Regions from separate parts of the Mus musculus genome. Here region 2 is linked to region 1. Evidence: chromatin contacts called from public Hi-C data. All regions are on one chromosome and are shown on one strand. Each heading gives the region's core, a stretch centred on a gene start, on an enhancer-like site or on the middle of the called end of the contact. The rest is flanking DNA. Distances are from core to core; before and after follow the strand shown. Region 1 overlaps Gm32622 (a long non-coding RNA gene). Region 2 has its middle 410 kb from the start of Mir6352.

Region 1 (4,949 bases), core at 2,223-4,722:
GGAGACCCAATGTCCTCTTCTGGCCTCTGCAGGCATCTGCACTCGGGTGTATTACCCTAGCACAGATACATGTACATATGCATAATTAAAGACAAAATGAATCTTTAGGGAAAAAGGCATCTGCGTATGATATGCTATGTAAAGATTCCAAGACGAAACATGTATGAAAACCCCTATTGTTTTGTAAGCCATTTTCAAAGCACATATTAAAAATTAAAACAATAAAAAGATATATAAAAATGATTGAAATGGTAAATTTACCTTAAGTATATTATAATAAATATAATGGTTAATAAAAATAATTCCATTAGGATTGGTATCCACTGTCAGATGTGGGATGACAATAGAGGACTCTTTTCTTGGAACTAACAGGACTTAATCCTAGTGCCCACCAAGAGATCAACAGAACCCATGTACTGGACCCCTTAGGCAGGGTATTATTTACAGCTTGGGACCGCCAGTCCAAGTTACCAGCCTCGAGACTCTTTGAAATGGTCTGCTTTATTGACACAGCCTCCTTAGCTGTCCATGTCAGATGGTGTGAACTGAGAAAGAGACTCATAACTGTCATGTTTGAACGAAGGAGAAAAGGAGAGAAAAAAAGCCACAATTTTACCCAGTTCTTAAGTGTTCCTACTTGGAGCCAAGAGCTATGTAAATGTTCTGTATTTTTATAGCATGTAGCTCCATTGTTGAGTGGTGCTTGCTTTTTCTAGGTCAACTGGCTTCTTGGAGAAAAACACCCTGAGGATAATCCAGTCGTCTCTGCAAATGAGACTAGAATGAAACTACCTGGTGCCCAAACACGGTGCATTTGACATCTGCACACCATTACTCGAAGCTGCCTCAAAGGCAGTGGGACAGCAGTGATCATGTCCAGTTAGAGTGCTTTGCAGAAGAAACCAAATAAACACAAACAGGCCTCTCGGTCTTAGGCCGGTTCACTGCTCTTCTGCAGGCATCTGTGGGAACGAAAGAGAGATGTTTATGCTGAGACAGGAAGTCCAGGTCAGAGGTGAAGGGAGAAAGGATCCAATCCTTATGGAGAACCGAGGACAGGAAAGCAAATGTTAGTAGGAGAAAGTCCATCATTGCCACAGGTAACCAAATATTGTCAGCCTTTGATTTTTACAGGCTGGTGATTTATGGATGATGGCAAAACAGAGAGGCCATTTCTTGAGCTAATGCCCATTTAGGCGAGGGGATAAACTTTTGTACTTACTTGCAGCACTCCCACTATCTTAAACGAATACTAAGAAGAGGTTTGTTTGTTTGTTGGAAACAAGGACGCTATTTTCCACTGCATCTCATGTCATCTGAATGACCTTGCACTTAAAAACTACAAGGCAGGAATGTATTCGGTTGCCAGGAAATTGTGACTGTCTAACTTAGCGAATCCAAGCTACCCAGAGTACCACTTAAGAAGAATGCAGAACAAAGCGTGGAGCAAGAGGCAAACAATAGCATCTGGCAAGAAACGGGCACAGCCTGAACTTGCCTAAAAGCCTGTTCCTGCTTTCCCAACCCCAAAGAAAGTAGGGAAAGATGTACTTTCCATTGAAAATATAACTTTGACTCCAGCAGACTGTGGCTTAAATAGAGTTCTTAGGGGTGAAGTGGGGACTTGGTGTGTTCCACCCTGAAGATCTTTCCCAGGGCCTTAGAGCTTATTTTGTGGGGACCCTAACTCCTCATAAGCTGGGATGGCATCTCTCCTCTTAGAATCAGTACCTTTATGTCAACTGCAGCAAACCAACATGGTCATCTGGTCATCTCTCTTGTCTATGATAATGTTAGAAAACAGTGGTCACTTTTTAGTTGGTTAGCTCGTTAGTTAATACAAAGTTCTTCTAGAAGGAAAAAGTCCTAGAGTCCTTGACTGAAGTGATATTTGCAAGCACTCAATGCCTGCCCCCATATCCTGGTCAACATTTTCATCCTTTTTAGCCAGAGAGTTTCTTTGATGCACAAACTTGAAAAAGCAATGCCTCCTTTACTCGCCTCTAATACCTCTCTAAGCTGTTAATGATCAATTACCCTACATTTACAAAAAAGCAGAGTGCCTGCAGCAGACTTTGAAGAGAAAGGTTAAAGAGGAGAGGGAAAAGAGAAAAAGGTGGGGGAGGCAGTAGGGAGAGGTGAGGAGAGTAAAGAAAGAAAAAGGCAGGACAAGAAACAGCTTAAGTCTTGGTCACAATTGTGTCCTAGTATGATACGGTGTGGGAGCATGCACCCAACACACACTTCAATACATGCCCAAGCACACACAGACCCCATGCTCATTAAACAACCCAAGCAAACAGCCTAATAGCTCAGTGTGTCATCTGATGTCTTCCCTCTAACCAACCACTTAAACCAATCCTCCATTTTCTCCATCCTACAACTTAATCGCCTGCTCACCATCTTCTCTCTCCACGGCATAGAGACAATGTCTGCTTAAAGAGCTTCATTCCTTTTACAAGCAGCCCAATAAAGATAAGTGGAAATATTTTTTTAAATCTCTGCGAACCGAAACCTCAGACTGCAAAGATTCCTCACATATGATGTTTTCTAATTGTGACCAGGAGCCAGATGGAATAGCCTAATAAAAGTTACAACGAGGGGCAGGCAGAGCCGTAATGCATATGGTCAAGTGGTCTGCTCTGATATGGAAATTTCTCCTGCGGAATTCAATAGTTCTGTAGGCATTTTCCAGACTTTAATCTCCTCTGCTTGACTTTTCAACTGCAAGTCTCTCTCAGCACTCCAAATCTGCCTTATGACCCATCCATCCACCTAAGTTTTTTTCAATTCTTTCAGCAGAATGTTAGGAAGAAGAGGTGAAGTCCTCCTCTGGATACTAATATCAAATAGAACTTAATTGCTCATTTACTATCTGTATAATATCATCCACACAGGAACTTCCTTTTGAAGCTGAGTCCTCAGCAGAGAGTACCATCTCAATGATGCACTTAGGAGCACAGGGTCTCTTTCTTAAGTACTGGTGCTAAGTATCAATGGAGGAGCCTTCAAAAGAATAGGCAGAGGAAGGGATGTGTGTGTCTGTTGGGTGTGTGCTCCCATACCATATCACACTAGGACTCAATTGTGACCAAGACTAAGCTATTTCTTGTCCTGCTATAGACTGTTCTGGCCTCTCCTTTGTTAAGCAACACCTGTGACTGCCTTCCACTTTCACAGTAATTTTCCAAATGTCATACAAATAACCTGGAGTCTCCTGTGAGACTCCGGAGTGAGAGGTCGCTGTCCCCATTTACACAAAAAGAGTATCAGAGAGGTCAAGGAATTTGTTCTGTTGTTACTAGGCATTTGGGTCCACAAACCTGCCGCTTCAGTTTTCTTATTCCATACAAATTAGGAACTAGGAACTAGTGATGGAAAAGAGATTTACAGTTTGGACAAGGGTGGGGACCTAATTTCCTCCCATCCTGCCTGTGGCCATCTTTCAACCTCTAGAAAGCCTGAGACAAAGGCTAGGATGTATGCAAATTAAGCTGTGAGACAGGCTAGCAGAAAGGGAGGGAACCTGGGCCCCAGGCTGCTTTCACTGTCTTCTTTCTCTCTTACAGAAACAGCTTTGTATTCCAGTCTGAGCTGAGAGAAATGAGGTCTTAAAAATACCCCATGTTTGAAAGAGAAAAGAAACCAAAAGCTTAGTGAGATGTAAGATCTCTACTCATTCCAGGCTTGGCAGAGTTCTTTGTCCTTAAAGGACTTGGCGGGTGGACAGTGTAAGTTTATTATGTCTTTGAAGGTCAGATTCAACTGACTTTGCCTGTGAAAAGATGCTAGAGGACAGAAAAGTAGAGACAGGCACAAGGGTCTCTCCTTAGGATGTCATCTCTCCCACTAGGTCTTCCACACCCACACACAAAGTGTACCTGCATAAGAGCCTCCTTTTCACTGTTTTGAAAAGCCACTAGAAAGCCTGCCTTTTGCTAGCCTTTTGTAAAATGAGAAACCCTAAGCATTTCTTGGAATTCACAATCTTGACATATCCACACATCGCATCAGGACAGAATTGTGATCAAGGCTAAGCTATTTGTCACACCATCCTTTTCTCCCCTCAGTTCCTTCTCCTACCCTGTCTGGCTCTTTCCTGCTGACTACCCATTCAAGGCTAACGCATGCCCACAAAAGTATTGGACTGTGCCCTTCTCCCCTGGAGCCAATCTTCATGTGGGTCAGAGGCATAGTAAAGTCACCTCCAGAGGTCGAATTCTCAGTGGCATTAAGCAGATGGAGAAAACCTACCAAGATCCAAATCACAGCAGAATGAAATATGGTGAGTCCTATAAATCCCTGATACAATCATTGGGGGAGTAACATTCTATGTGAACAACATACTGGACTCAGAACAGTGTCCAGTGAAGCTTCTCACTGTATGGCGGGTGGATCACAAGTGACTCATCTTTAAAGATCCCTAGGCATAAGCAGTTGTGTACTTGGAAGGGTCTCTATCATGGTGATAGGGGTCCAGTTTCCACAAAGATCTCCCAGTTCTTGTTTTCCCCAGAATGGATCTAGAATCTCAGTGTGAACCAGCCACTGATCACTCCCTTCCTGGGCCTATTTACTGCCCTGTCTCTGATATTGTGAATTACATCTGAAGCCACAGAGGCAGACAAACACAGTGGAGAGTGGTACCCAGAAAGATGGATACAAAGTCTAGCAAAATCAGCATATGAAAAATTAGCAAAGGAGAAGGTTAGAACCACCTCCCAACACCCCACATCTACCCCACCCCTAGGATGACTAAAACTTGCTGGTGACATTGGTTCAGGTACAGCTGTGTTCCATAGTGGTAGCCTGTGGCTCATTCTGATGCTAAGGTTCACACCCACCGAAATTTAACATGCTAATGAGACATATGACTCATGACGTAGGTAGAGCTGCATATAACAGCGGAGCATGCATGGAGATGCCCAACCAATGAGACATGAAAGCCC
Region 2 (4,752 bases), core at 2,207-4,706, 1.1 Mb before region 1:
CAGCTAACTGCTGTGAAATATTCAGGTGAGGTACTGCCAGCGGAAGCATTTTGTACCCTGCAGACTATGAAGTGTCCACCCTGGGTAAAGACCCTATGGAATGCCAGTATGCCGAGGCAGTCTGGGGATCTTGTTGCCCAGGCTGCTCATGGGAGCAGCTTTGAGACCAGTAAAACAACAGAAACCATGCAGGGACACTAGCAGATGATTCCAGGGAGAGAGGGAGGGTGTGAGCAGGTAAGAGACGTGGGGATATGGCTTATGAAGAGACTTTGACATATACAGAAAAAAAATTTAAAACAAACCAATACAAAATAAAGGGCTAGAGACACACACGGGAGGAAGCCAGGCACGACTGTCTTTGTGGTTCAGTTCTTCCTTTAGTCAGGAGCTCAGCATTGTGGGAGTGAGGGAGACTCTAGAGAAGAAAGTGACAGAGTGCCCTTCACACCCCTCCCCCCTTACAAGGGTCCCATTGAGGATTACTGTGGATCTTCTTAGCTGACATTTCTGTTTCTTTGGCCTAATGCTTCCTTTCCTTTTATTTCATCAGCACACACTGTGTGATGAGCCACCCCCAATACTGACACCTCTGTTGTCTCCTGGAGCCCTGTCATAGCCGTTGCTCAAGGGTCACAGGTTATAATTAAAGCCTGGTGTGCCTGCTTTCTTCTTCTGTCTGTCTCCTCCTCAGGAACAGGCTCCCTATGAAAGCAGAGCTGGGGATGTCCTATTCACCCTCATATCCCAGGGCGATCGGCTCATCATAAATATTTCTGGGATAATTGCCTATGTGAGTAAAGACACATTGTTGGAACCTAGGGAGGAGTCAGCGGTTTAAAAAAACACACACACACACAAGCTAAATGGAGGAGACTGTCTAGGAGTATGACAGGCTGGCTCATTCTGTGGACACTGATCTGTCTGTAAGACCCAAGGATGTTTAGATAGCCATAGATGTGGTTGCTGGAGGCAGGAGGGGGCTGATCTCACCAGGCAATCCCAAAGCAGTAGTAGGAAGGAAAAGAACATTCTAGAATATTCACATTCTCTCCGAGCACACACATACCTCTACCCACACCCTCCCCATTCCCTGCACTCCAGATTCACGGGAGGAGTCATTTGCCAGCAAGAGGAAAGGGGCACAGCAGTGGGCATTCAAAGGGGTTTACTTGGTACCAGGCTCTGTTAAGCAGTTAATGCATAGCGGCATCCCCTTCCCACAGGCAGATTTGTAAATCGGGTGACAGTGGCCCTCCTCTGCACTGGAACTAACAGATGTTGCCAGATTTGCTTATGGGAACCCTGCTCAAGGGCAAAGCCAGGATTTAACCTAGATTTATTACTAATTCCAGCATCCCTAGGTTTTTTTTTTTTCTTAGACAATCTCCACAGTGAAATGGGTCTTGAATGGTTGCTAGTTTTGAAGGGCTTAAAGCATTTGTGAACAACCCAAGCACTCTCTCTCTCTCTCTCTCTCTCTCTCTCTCTCTCTCTCTCTCTCTCTCTCTCTCTCTCTCTCTCTCTCTCTCTGTGTGTATGTGTGTGTGTGATGGGAACACTTGTGTCCTAAGCATTGCTGAGTACATAACTGTATAGCCTTTTGAAAAAAACCTTTCCATCTGAATTATGTCATTTCCACTGTAAGGAAGAGGTGGAATTTTAATGTCCAGTGGCATCATTAATAAAATCGATGGAGAGCTAACTGTGATCGCACATGGACTGGCAAGATTGAGACCTATCAAGTCAGCCTAGGCGGCTGAGAGTGGCCTTGGATCCAGAAAGAACATAGAGCTCTCCCTAAGTGTTTGACTTGCATTGCCCTTTGGATTTATTTGCTGATCTGCCACTGTCCTAGTTACCTGGAGACAGGCAATTCTAGTTTAGGATTGCCCAAGGGTATCCTTTCTAGTTTGATAATGAAGCTTATTCTCTCTGTGGGACTCAGAGCATCTCACCTCCCTCTGAGTTGCCAAGATGTCTTTGGAGACCTGAATACTGAACCTTGCCAAATCTATGGCCCATATGGATGGTGTGGCGTGGGACCTGCTGATTCTCAAAGGGGAGTCATTTCCATAGAAGAGATGAGTAGGGGGGGTTGAATGGAGAACTCAGAAGTAGCCAGTCTCTCTTACCTCCTCCCTGCTTCCTCCTGACCCCACCCCCACAGAGCTCTGGCCTGGTTTCTGTATTTGATGTGATTAAACTTTCCTGTGACACTTGCTTTCTCTTCCACAAGGCAGGAGCGGAGCACAGTATAACTGAAAGGCACCTGTAGGTCACCATGTATTACTTGTTTTGTTCCACCACTTGAAGTTCTAATTATCTCCAGCAGAGAACGTGATTGTGGTTGGGCTTTCCTTTCTTAGGCATCTGGGTTGACAGACTTATACATGCCACCGGAGTAGAAGGCTCAGCGCTCCGTTGTGGCTCTGGGAAATCAGCTCTGATGCTCATGGGTGTGGTCTTTTCCATGGTGTGACCAGGTCCCCTGGCTTAGAGATGCGCAAGTAACTGGGTTTCCTCTAAGACAGCCAATACCTTAGCTGCCTCCTGACCAAGGGCCAAAGAAGCCACTAGGAGGAGCTAATGACTGACCAAGTGTGTTGTTCTCCCAATATTTAATGTGAATTGCTTCACCCAGTGCCCAACCTGGGCTGGCTGCAGGCTCTGGGTATTTAATTATTTATGTGGTAATGGATGGACCAAGGATCGTCTGCCCTTCAAGCGGCTCACAGAAGAGAACAATCGTGCTTCCTTGTTTCATTTGCGGCCTTATTCCTGTCAGGAGGAAGGCACTTCAGCCTTACTGCAACAGAAGGATGGAAGAATGATTGCGTTAGCAAATCTCCTACTTCACACACACACACACACACACACACACACACACACACACACACACACATAAACACACAGATACACACACATATACAACACATAAACACACACAAACACATGAGCACACATATACACACAGAAACACATGAACACACAAACACAGGCACACACATATACACACACAAACACACACACAAACACATGCACACACACATACACACAAACACATGCACTCATGCATCACATGCATACCATCAAAGCTTTCTAAAACAGAATGTAACTCCTCCCCCACTTAAAAAATCCCTCAGACTACAAGGAATGCATTTTGTAGTATCTGGGGAGTTCCTCTTTCTTTTGTGCCCAGGGAGTGAGATTAAGAAGGAAGGGACCATAGCATTCAATGCCTGAGTTTGAAAGCCAGCTCTGCAATTTAACAGTTACATGTTTTGGCAATATTTCTTAACTCCTGTATCTCTCTCTTTTTTTCCCCTCCCTCTGTATCCTCCCATGGTGAGGATATAAAGAGTCAGGACATGTGTGTGCATGCAGATGAGGAGCACCCGGCTCTGCTTGCTGACTTTCCTGCTCCTCCAGGCTGGCAGAATGCATTCCACATGACATCATAGTTCAAGTGCAATAATGTGCTTCTCCTTTGCCTTTTCATCGAGCAGTTCAGCAGAGCCTCTCTGCACAGCCTCGCTCCGTGTACACGGCTACCCCCTTTAAAATCCCCTGAAAGGTGGAAATGAGAGGCATTTGTGACCTTGAAGCTTCTGGGTTATGTCATCCTGCCTGATTTACCTCAATTCATAATCACATTTTCCTTGAGTTGAGTGGGAATTCTAGGAAGACACGTTGGTCCTTTCAGTTTGGTCCAGAGGTAGAACCATTCAGTGTTTTCGGATTTATATAATATATAATATATGTGCAAGTATAATTATACATGTATAATTATATATTATAGATGTATTATAATAGACAGATATAATTATAAAATAATATAATAAATTTATGAATTTGCTATAATATATATATATATATATATATATATATATATATATATATTTGTTAAAATATACAAAGCCATCTATACTCTTACTATAGATGGATTTGGGGGTTTGAGACATGTCTCAGTGGTTAAGAGCATCAGCACCCTTTCAGAGGTTTAGCTCCCAGCACTTACATGGTGACCCACAACTGCCTGTAACTCCAGTTCCAGAGTTTCTGACTCTCCATTCTCACATCTGAGGGCTCCTGCTTACACATGATACACCTAAACCCAGAGGGGCAAAACATACACACATTACATAGATAAATGAATAAATGGATAAGTTTTAAGGTAAATGGGTTCTTATAAACTTGGGACTTAATGTGAGGGAAATTATAAACTCTCATTGGTGGGGAAATATTGGAAATGTGTAACGGTCATATTATACACTGTGGTAGTATATATAATTGTTTAAGTAGGCCGCAGGCTTGCAATCCTATTGCCTCACCTAGGGCTCCGGTCATGTGCCACCACACTTCGCTATGACAATTTTCATGTGAACTTAACTGTATATTCATTTCATTAGCAGTCTGAAGATAAAAACCTTTTCAACTATCTTGTATTGAAACAAATACACAATAGAAGAAATATAGAAAATAAGAAAGTAAAATTAAGATAACAGACATTTAGCAAATGGACTGTTCTGCAGTAAACTTCATTTTTCTTTGGAGTTTTTTTTTCTTTTTGACATTTGTTTTTATATACGTGTGTGTGTGTGTATGTGTGTGTGTGTGTGCACCTGTGCATGAGAGAGAGAGAGTATGTGTATGTATTTGCATATATTTTAAAGATTAGATTATCTTGCATGATTGAATTATTTTTCAGTTATCATTTTCACAAATATTATCTCATATCATTAGAGATTT

The links. Hi-C and Micro-C count contacts between places; a contact is called where the count stands out from the background.
Region 2: a Hi-C map of neural progenitor cells shows a contact between it and region 1, with 5 times the contacts expected there. The contact joins two enhancer-like sites. A contact is called at or near these places in 3 of 484 Hi-C or Micro-C datasets (cumulus cells, neural progenitor cells and ventricular fibroblasts) and 1 of 9 other capture datasets (embryonic stem cells).

Annotation. Positions count from the first base shown.
Region 1 is chr1:76,027,819-76,032,767 of GRCm38.p6, reverse strand. All of the region lies in intron 4 of Gm32622 (a long non-coding RNA gene), which reads right to left. Among named protein-coding and RNA genes, the nearest start is that of Gm29065, 11 kb to the right of the region's middle. Within about 2 kb of position 3,472, at least 20 of the 459 cell types and tissues checked have an H3K27ac peak or open chromatin away from gene starts, as enhancers often do. A contact at or near this core is called in neural progenitor cells, where this site is marked.
Region 2 is chr1:77,079,670-77,084,421 of GRCm38.p6, reverse strand. No RefSeq gene overlaps it. Among named protein-coding and RNA genes, the nearest start is that of Mir6352, 410 kb to the left of the region's middle. Within about 2 kb of position 3,456, at least 22 of the 459 cell types and tissues checked have an H3K27ac peak or open chromatin away from gene starts, as enhancers often do. A contact at or near this core is called in neural progenitor cells, where this site is marked.